Linked DNA regions of Mus musculus: all the other regions are linked to region 3. A link is a contact called in public HiChIP or PLAC-seq data. All regions are on one chromosome and are shown on one strand. Each heading gives the region's core, a stretch centred on a gene start, on an enhancer-like site or on the middle of the called end of the contact. The rest is flanking DNA. Distances are from core to core; before and after follow the strand shown. Region 1 overlaps Atxn10 (ataxin 10). Region 2 overlaps Celsr1 (cadherin, EGF LAG seven-pass G-type receptor 1). Region 3 has its middle 33 kb from the start of Lncppara.

Region 1 (2,700 bases), core at 17-2,516, 260 kb before region 3:
TGTAGCATCAGTGCCAGCAGCAGAGTGAGCACTGTGCAGTCCTTACACTGTGCCTGGCACCCCTTTGAGCCCTTGCTTTTATCAGTGTATTTATCTTCGTGATACTTTTTGAAAGTGGACACTGTTATCCCATCTTCATTTGCAAACTCAGGTATGTGGACATTAAATAACTTGCCTGGGTCTCATAGAATCAGTGGTAGAGAGCACCAGAATCTTGCCAGACACATTCTCAGTTTCCTTATCTGCTCAGCCCTGGCATGACCACGGCTTAGGAATTGTCACTGGGGCACCTAGTTATCCAGGGCTGTTTCTCTTAGGGTTTTCTATGGTGTGATCATAGGATTGATTTATATCTGCAAATGTATGTGGGATAACCCATATCTTTCAAGTATGAGAGTTATAGTGGCTTTTGTAAATTAAGCATGAATTCCCTTGGTTTTCCAGATTATTTTAAGTTAAGTAATATGGAATGCAGTCTTGAAACATTGATCTTTCCAAAAAAGAAACATTGATAAAAAGAAAATTAATATATCAACATATTCCACAAACAGAGTAGACAGTTGTTTTTAATCACTTAAGGAAAAAGAACTAAAATAAGCACATAAAACAATTGTGACAGAATGGCAGGCATTTCCTAAGCTGCTTCCAGCTTCTGTTTGTAGTTTTCTGACTCAGGTGGCTTTGAGGCCCCTCTGAGAGGTGCCCATTACTGTGCGAATGGAGCCTCTCACAGTTTATCTGTGTGTGTGTGTGTGGGGGGGGAGATTCTTCTGTCAGTAGAGTTGCTTATATTTCTTGTGTCAGTGACATCTTACATCACACATCCTGCCACAGGCTCCATTTAGCTCATGCTACTCTTGGACATTTCATTAATTTGTTTAATGCACAAATAATTTCTGGGAATGATTCATTGCTATTTGCTTAGTAGTATAACTAGTGACAATGTCAAATTTACCTGCTGGAAAAATCCAGGAGGAAATGTTTAAATTAAGTCAGTGGCCTGCAGAGTTGGGGACAAGAGGAGGGGTCTGAGCTAAGATTCATTTTCTTTAGTCCTGAACCTGTGATCTGTGGCTGAGGCTGCAAGAGGACGGATCAACCTGAGGAATGGAGTCCGGGAGAGAATTTCCAATGTCCCCAGGACACCTGGGGCCTCCTCCACACAGTTGTGAGTGACTGTCCTTCCTAGCTGCAGCCTAGGACAGCCAGCCAGAGGGACTGTGGAGGAGGAAGGCTGGGGAAGGCTGAGTTGCCTGTGGTTGAAGGGTGTTGACAGGAAAAGTCTGACTAGTAGGCTAGGCAGGCCACAGGATTAGGGAGGGGAGGGAGAGCATGCTGCTTACCTGCTATGATTTCAGCTCTGGAAACCTTGAGTAGTTGCCTCTGCTCTCCCTCAGCCTTAGAGGAGATCAGCAGAAACTTCGCACTAGTTGGTTTTAAACTCCCTAACTCCCTGCCTTCCATATTGCTCCCTCTCCCCTGGGAACAGCTGGTTCATTGGGCATCCTGACCTGAATTCAAAAGTCTGCTGTTGCCCCTTTTGGCTCCTAGAAGTGGGGAGTAGAGGATGATTTGTTGAGAACTTGAAGAGTGTTAGAAAAAAATCATTTTTGTCCCTTTAAAATATCGTTTTTAATACTGAGAAATCATTTCTAGCCATTTTAGAAGATTAAATAGCAATCTGGCAAAATGGCTCGGTGTGTAAGGTACTTGTTACATGCCTAATGACCTGAGTTCAGTCCTCAGAACCACCTGATAGGGAAGGTGAGACTGGACTCTGACAAGCCATCATCTGACCTTTACATGCTCCAATGGCAGACATGCAAGCATCTACATGCGCATAATAAAATATATTTCAAAAAATAAGAGAGTAGTCATGCATTTGTAATGGCTAATCTTGGTTGTCATTTTAGCACTCCTGGTAAAGGGACCCTGAATGTGCAGTTGTCTCCTTCAGATTGGTCTATGGGCATTTCTGTGAGGTATTTTCTTGGTTGTTTATTGATGTAGGAAGGCCCAGCCCACTTAGCAGTGCCATCTCTAGGCGGATGGGCCTGAGTTAAATAAAAAGGTGGCTGAACTTGAATCTGAAGAACAAGCCAGTGAGCAGCATTCCTCTGTGGTCCCTCCTGTAGTTTCTGTCTTTGTGAGCCCCTGCCCTGGCTTCTTTGGATCATGGACTGTAACTTGTAAGGTGACATGAACCCTTTCCCCTCAAGTTGTTTCGGTTATGGTATTTGTCACCGCAACAGGAATCAGACTAGGTCAGAGCATCAATAGAAAGTACAGAAGAATCCCCTTGGGTTACTTGGTGCTTGGTACTCTTTTTGAGTTATTCTTTGCTAGTAATTGTACATATGATTCAGCTTAAATTTACTAGGAAAATAAGCTCTGGCTCCACAAATCTTCAAATATTATCTTCAAATAATCTCATCATTTTAGCCTACACTGAGATAATTTCTACTGTGTCTACAATTTATTAATTTTGTTGAATTTGTAAAAAAGGAACAAAGTTTCGCCTTTGTGATAGACACACAAATTCAAATTTCAGTTGATACTTACCAGTGTGTATAGCAGTGACCGACATAGTGACACATTGCTGGCAGGATCTATGGCTCAGTAAGCCTGGGCTGCAGCCAGGTGCCCCTGAGCTGCGTGTACAGCCTGGCCTGAGTGCTGTCCCATGCCCTTCTCTGGCCT
Region 2 (2,708 bases), core at 178-2,677, 340 kb after region 3:
CACGGGACAAAGCAGTGGCCAATGAACCTGCAGTCCACCCAGCAGCGTGGTACAGAGCATCCAGCTAGCTTCCCAGCAGCCCATAACATCTGCCACGCCCCACTAACTCACCCCCACCCCCACCCCCAGGCTTTTAAATCCCAACTGCAACCATTCGGTTTATCACAGCATCTTAGCTCTCCCAAATAGCACGCTGTGAACGAACCTCTCCTCCTGTACCAATAAAGCTATTGATAAAACTATTGTTATCTTTCTTGTCCCTGGAATTCGGGCTAAACACCTACAGCATGGAGAACCACAGGAAGGCAGGCCACAAGAAGCCCAGGGCAAGTATGAAGACTGACTACACAGCTCCCTCAGGGCTCCTGAAGGGGCCTCAGGCGGAATGCCCTAATGGGGAGAGGTACTGAGAGCAGGTATGGAGGATCAACGGCAGCAGGGGAACCCCCTAGGTATAGTGACTCCAGGATGAGGTGACATGCACAAAACATATGCCATCTCTGAGAGCAATTCTCAGATAATCACTGGTCTCGGCTCACTGTTCAGCCCAGCGCAAACAGGACTGTCCTCTGCCGGGAAACGTTAAGACAGTCACTTGTGACTTTCTCCTTGTATCCTGCTAACTCCAGGAGGGACATCGACTCACCCTCTAGGCCTCGAGCCCCCCCCCCAATGCAGCTCCTCTTCTGGCCTCTATGGGCACTGCACACACGTGGTGCACATACATACATGCAGGCAAACACATATACACATAAAATAAAAAGAAATAAACTTTAAAGGGGGTGGGGGTGGTGCTGAGTGACCTCCTCAAGCACCATCCAAACTGAGGTCTGAGGTCCCCTCCACAGCTGCCTCTCCGAATTATAGCATTCAGGCCAGGCAGCCCGAGAGGAATCTGGAATTCAGTACTGCAACAGGGCCTGGGACTATAAGAGGGAATAACAGCTACTCCTCTGCCTAGGAGACACCCAAGGGGAGAAAAGCATCTGTGATTCTACGTGGAGACTTAAAACCCAGGTTCAAATCCATCCTCACCTAGGGCCCCTGAGGACCCCCAAGGTGTCCGATGAAACAGAAATCACATACAGCAAAGTCGGGGAAGCCAGCACCCCTCAAGCTACGGCTGGAGAATGTGAACAATCTCCAAGAGGCAAGATCAACTTGATACTGCCCATGGGCCGTTGTCTGCCCTGCTGAGGGGCCAGACCCACGGTACACACCACGCGTGGGCATTCAAACTTCATCTGCATAAAGAGTTTCCCAATAAACCGAAGCTCACTGACGCCCACTTGGAATAACAATGACCATGTAAGCTGTGAAGTATTGTTTATAACTCGTAATCTGCTGACTCCTCTCCATGTTTGTTTATAGTCCTCTGGCAGTGCTCCAGGCTGAGAAAATGGCAAGGCTGATGTACTGGCTGGTTTGGGGTGTCAACTAGACACAGGCTGGACTTATCACAGAGAAAGGAGCTTCAGTTGGGGAGACGCCTTCAAGAGATCCAACTGTAAGGCATTTTCTCAATTAGTGATCAAAGGGGAAAGGCCCCTTGTGGGTGGGACCATCTCTGGGCTGGTTGTCTTGGGTTCTATAAGAGAGCAAGCCAGGGGAGGCAAGCCAATAAAGAACATCCCTCCATGGCCTCTGCATCAGCTCCTGCTTTCTGACCTGCTTGAATTCCAGTCCTGCATCCTTTGGTGATCAACAGCAGTATGGAAATGTAAGCCGAATAAACCCTTTCCTCCCCAACTGCTTCTTGGTCATGATGTTTGTGCAGGAATAGAAACCCTGACTAAGACAGCTGAGATCACCCCACAAACGGGACCATAGGTCTCTCTTTACCCAATGGGCCCTGAGCAGCTTGGTTTGGGGAGTGAATGTCTGCAGTGCCCACTCTCAGACCCAAGAGGCATAGGCAGGCATCTGGTGGGAGTCCCCCAAGGGCTCAGGATAAGGACACTGAAGGCTCCTGAGGCCAGGGCTTTTTGACTGCTTTTAGTGAGCCCCCACCTCTATCATAGCCACCTGCCACCAACATATAAGGAGCTAGGTCCAAGGTCCACCCTTTGGGGAGGCCAAGGCTGTGCCTCTCTGGCTGCCAGGCAGCCTGACCTAGCACAGTGGAGGTGGGAGGCAGTGTGATAAGGGACACGGTGTAATGTCACCGCAACAGTATCTGTATGTCATCAGGCAGCGCCTGCCAGAAGACAGAAACAATGGCGTTCCCAGCTCCTTCTCAGGACAGACTGACTCCATGGTCCATCCTCCCTAGGTCAGAGGTCAGCCAAACCTCTGCAAGAGAGTCTGTGCTCAGATCAGCCGCATCCCGGGCCTCAGCTCATACCTCAGCCTTGCAAGAAGAAGCGTTTCTGAATGAACTTCCTGCCTCACCCACCTCACTGAGTCATCCCCTTCCCCCCACACACACACCCCCACAGCATGTTACAGCAAGAAAACCCCGGAGGCTCCCCCTCACCCAGGGAGTGTTGCCTGCGCCCTAGCAATCCTGCCCTCAGACTCGGGGGTGGACACCCTAGACCTACTCCAAGCCTCCTGGCATCTACTCTAAACCCCACATCTGCCCAGGCGGCTGGCTCTGTCCTGAGCCCCACCCTCCCCAACTTCGGTAGCCTTTCAAGATAGCGCCCACTTAGCTGCTGCTCTGGATGATACTAGGAGGGCAGGTCCAAGGACAGGTTCCTGACACA
Region 3 (2,770 bases), core at 89-2,588:
TCTCTGGCCCTGGTCGTCAACGGGCTATCATACACCTCCAGAACCAGCCAGGTCCAAGTGGCTGTGATCCAGAGCATGTCTGGACAGGAGGAGGGAATCCAAGTCTAGGGACCCTGTGTTCACATGTGTCTCTGAGAGCCTGAGGCCCAGGCTGGCCTGTGTTTGGAAAACGCTTGTGCGCGCCAGTGAAGCGATCTGAAAGACGCTGCGGCCTCCTTGGCATTCTAACCAATAACCAGGTCCTGGAGCCCAGCCGTCCCATTCCCCCTTTTAGGGGCCCGGGGTGGCCTGGAGCCAGCAGTGTCGCTGAAGGGCTGAGAGCAAAGCCATGGCCTTGAACTACCCTCGCAGCTCCCGTGCCCCAGTCCTAATAGCAGGAAGTTGTTTCCAGCGGGAAAGGAGCGAGCCTGGAGGTGGGCACCAGCTCTGGGCAACATGCCTCCGCGAATCCCATGCCTTCCCAGGCACCTTGCACGGCCCCTTTGCATGCTCAGTTCTGTGCATTACTTCCCATACCCATTCGAGAGGTTGTGTGCTCTCCCTGCCGTACCCCGCTGGGCACCGCGCCCCTTGCTCCGTTGGACTGGCTGGGTCGCCCATGCGCGCGCCCTTCCTGCGGGAAGCCACTGCCACTATCGGGCCCACAACGTTGTCTCAGTACGCTATCTAGAGCTCCGTGACCCTGGCGGCTGTCCTCTGCGCGTACCAGGCTGCGGGCGGGCAGAGGGGGATCCTGTAGACCGAGGGTCCCAATCGGCCCCGAGCGTGCACGCGCGTCCCGGTACTGCCCGCAATCATGGCAGCCAGAGCCTTGGAGCGCAGCCGCGGAGCGCGCCCGGGCAGCCGCCTCCGTGCCAAGGCGGCGCGGGTGGCGCGGGCAGCGCGGGCAGGGGACGCGCTCCTGCTCAGCCCTCCCCGCTGCGTTGGCCCCGGGGCTCTACCGGTGGGTCTCCGCGGTGCGGTGCCCAGTGGGGTGGGCGCGCGAAGGCGACGGGCGGGGCCGCGGGGCGGGCGCGCGCAAGCGGGGAGCGCCCGGGGCGGCGTGCCTGCGGGGGCGCGCACGCGGAGCTGCGGGGCCAGGCGCGGGGCCGGGGCGGCGAATCCGCAGCTCCCGCCGCCCTCCCAGCCCAAGCGCGCCCGTCTGGGTGGGGGCCGCCCGGGAGGGGCGGCGCCCGGACGCACGGGCCCGCAGCGGGCACAGCGGCCTCGTTGGTATTCCGGGCGCGTTCGCAACCCTGACCTCCCCGCGGAGCAGGGGTGCCCGGGTGCTCGGGCACGGCCGCCGCCACCGCCCCCGGGCGGTCTCCCCAGGACGCAGGGCGCGCGGGCGCCTCGCTTCCCTCGTCCCCTCCTCCCCGGTCCCCCGTGCCCCCTCCCCCGCCCCGATCCGGCGGCGAAGGGGTGGGCAGGGAAACGCGCTCTCTGGGACAGGTGCCAACTCCGAGACAAAAGACATAAAATAGGCGGCAACGGGGGAAGCGCGGCCAGCGCGCTCGGGCGGGGACCGCGGCGCCGCGGGGGCCGCATCCTCGGTGCGGGCCGGGGAAAGTTTGGGAAGTCGGTGCGGCCGCTCTGCAGCGGCGGGGGACGCGCGGCCCAGGCCGCCCTCCGAGCCGCGCTCGTCCTCTCCGCGCCGCTGCTGAATAATTCATGGCGCGCCCGCCGGCCATTAGCATGCACCGGGCGCGCGGCGCGTCTGTGCCAAGCCACCGCTGCATTCGGAGCCCGGGCAGCGCCAGACGAGTGGCCCGCTCCGTCCCGGTGCCCTCCGGCCGCCCCCGGTGGCTCTCACCGTGGCCACGCTCGCGCCCTGGGCCGCTGGGTCCCGAGCCCGCCCGACGGCCAGGCTCTGAGCGTCCGGGCCCGCTGCGCCCGCCTGGCCGCTCCGGGATGCACGTGAACTTGGAGAAAGTCACGGAGCACGCCGGCCCGGTCCTCCGCGGCAGGGCGTGGGCGCACGCGGGCCCGCACACTCTCGTTGGCGTCCGGGACAAAGGTCTCCAGTGGCGCCAGCCGTGGACGCGTGACTCGATCCTTCGGGCCACTCTTGCGTGGTGGGTCGTTGGATGTAAGACTGCAGAAGCCCGGAGAGCGGTGGGTCCCGGGTTTGGGGCCTCGCCGTAAGCTGGCCAGAGGCCGTCCCACCCTGCGAAGAGTTGCGGGAGCGGCTCCGCACTGCCCTCGGCTGTTTCTGCGCGCCCAGGAGCCCAACGCAAGTCACCCCGGACTCCAGCCAGCGGCCGCGGGCATGCCAGCGCAGCGCTAGCGGCGGCCAAGACGTGGTCTGGCAGGGCGGTGGACGTGTGCGCCGCGGGCATGATCAAGGTTGGAGAGGTAAGAGCCTTTTTCACTTTAGCTCCTTAGCATTTAAATATTTAATGGGCAGATTTCTAAGAGGGGTCCTACTGCAGGGATCTTTCAGAGTCGGGGACACATTCCAGGTAGGTTGCTCTCGAACCCAAAGCCAGGCAGCTTGCAGAGAACACCACACTGTCCTCCATCCGGAACTTGGGATTTGTGAAACACAGTTTCTGATCTCAGGTGTAGGGTCTGCTAGCCTTGTAGAGATTTTATCGAGCGTATAAAATATTATAGCAGACATTTTAAACAATAGAAAAGAGAAAACATCTGTTGGGGGGGGTGTTTGGAAATGTTGTTTGGAAGCCTAAGTCCTTTCTCAACAATTTGACCTGTTTTACTAAACCCTTTTTACTTTAAAAATATTTTTTGATGCTAGATGGACATTTTCAGAGAGCTTGTTTAGGGTGAA

Evidence for each region. HiChIP or PLAC-seq counts read pairs in DNA pulled down with a chosen protein or histone mark.
Region 1: a contact with region 3 is called in a FOXA1 HiChIP or PLAC-seq map of pancreatic cancer cells. The contact joins two enhancer-like sites. A contact is called at or near these places in 1 of 15 datasets of contacts at CTCF or cohesin (the NIH/3T3 cell line) and 2 of 115 datasets of contacts at active chromatin or transcription factors (embryonic stem cells and pancreatic cancer cells).
Region 2: a contact with region 3 is called in a FOXA1 HiChIP or PLAC-seq map of pancreatic cancer cells. The contact joins two enhancer-like sites. A contact is called at or near these places in 1 of 39 promoter capture datasets (the C10 cell line) and 3 of 115 datasets of contacts at active chromatin or transcription factors (embryonic stem cells, memory CD8 T cells and pancreatic cancer cells).

What each region holds. Positions count from the first base shown.
Region 1 is chr15:85,406,280-85,408,979 of GRCm38.p6, forward strand. All of the region lies in intron 9 of Atxn10 (ataxin 10), which reads left to right. Among named protein-coding and RNA genes, the nearest start is that of Gm23517, 56 kb to the left of the region's middle. Within about 2 kb of position 1,267, at least 46 of the 459 cell types and tissues checked have an H3K27ac peak or open chromatin away from gene starts, as enhancers often do. A contact at or near this core is called in the NIH/3T3 cell line and pancreatic cancer cells, where this site is marked.
Region 2 is chr15:86,013,839-86,016,546 of GRCm38.p6, forward strand. The region is part of intron 1 of Celsr1 (cadherin, EGF LAG seven-pass G-type receptor 1); the gene reads right to left. Among named protein-coding and RNA genes, the nearest start is that of Celsr1, 19 kb to the right of the region's middle. Within about 2 kb of position 1,428, at least 76 of the 459 cell types and tissues checked have an H3K27ac peak or open chromatin away from gene starts, as enhancers often do. A contact at or near this core is called in pancreatic cancer cells, where this site is marked.
Region 3 is chr15:85,669,788-85,672,557 of GRCm38.p6, forward strand. No RefSeq gene overlaps it. Among named protein-coding and RNA genes, the nearest start is that of Lncppara, 33 kb to the right of the region's middle. Within about 2 kb of position 1,339, at least 212 of the 459 cell types and tissues checked have an H3K27ac peak or open chromatin away from gene starts, as enhancers often do. A contact at or near this core is called in the NIH/3T3 cell line and pancreatic cancer cells, where this site is marked.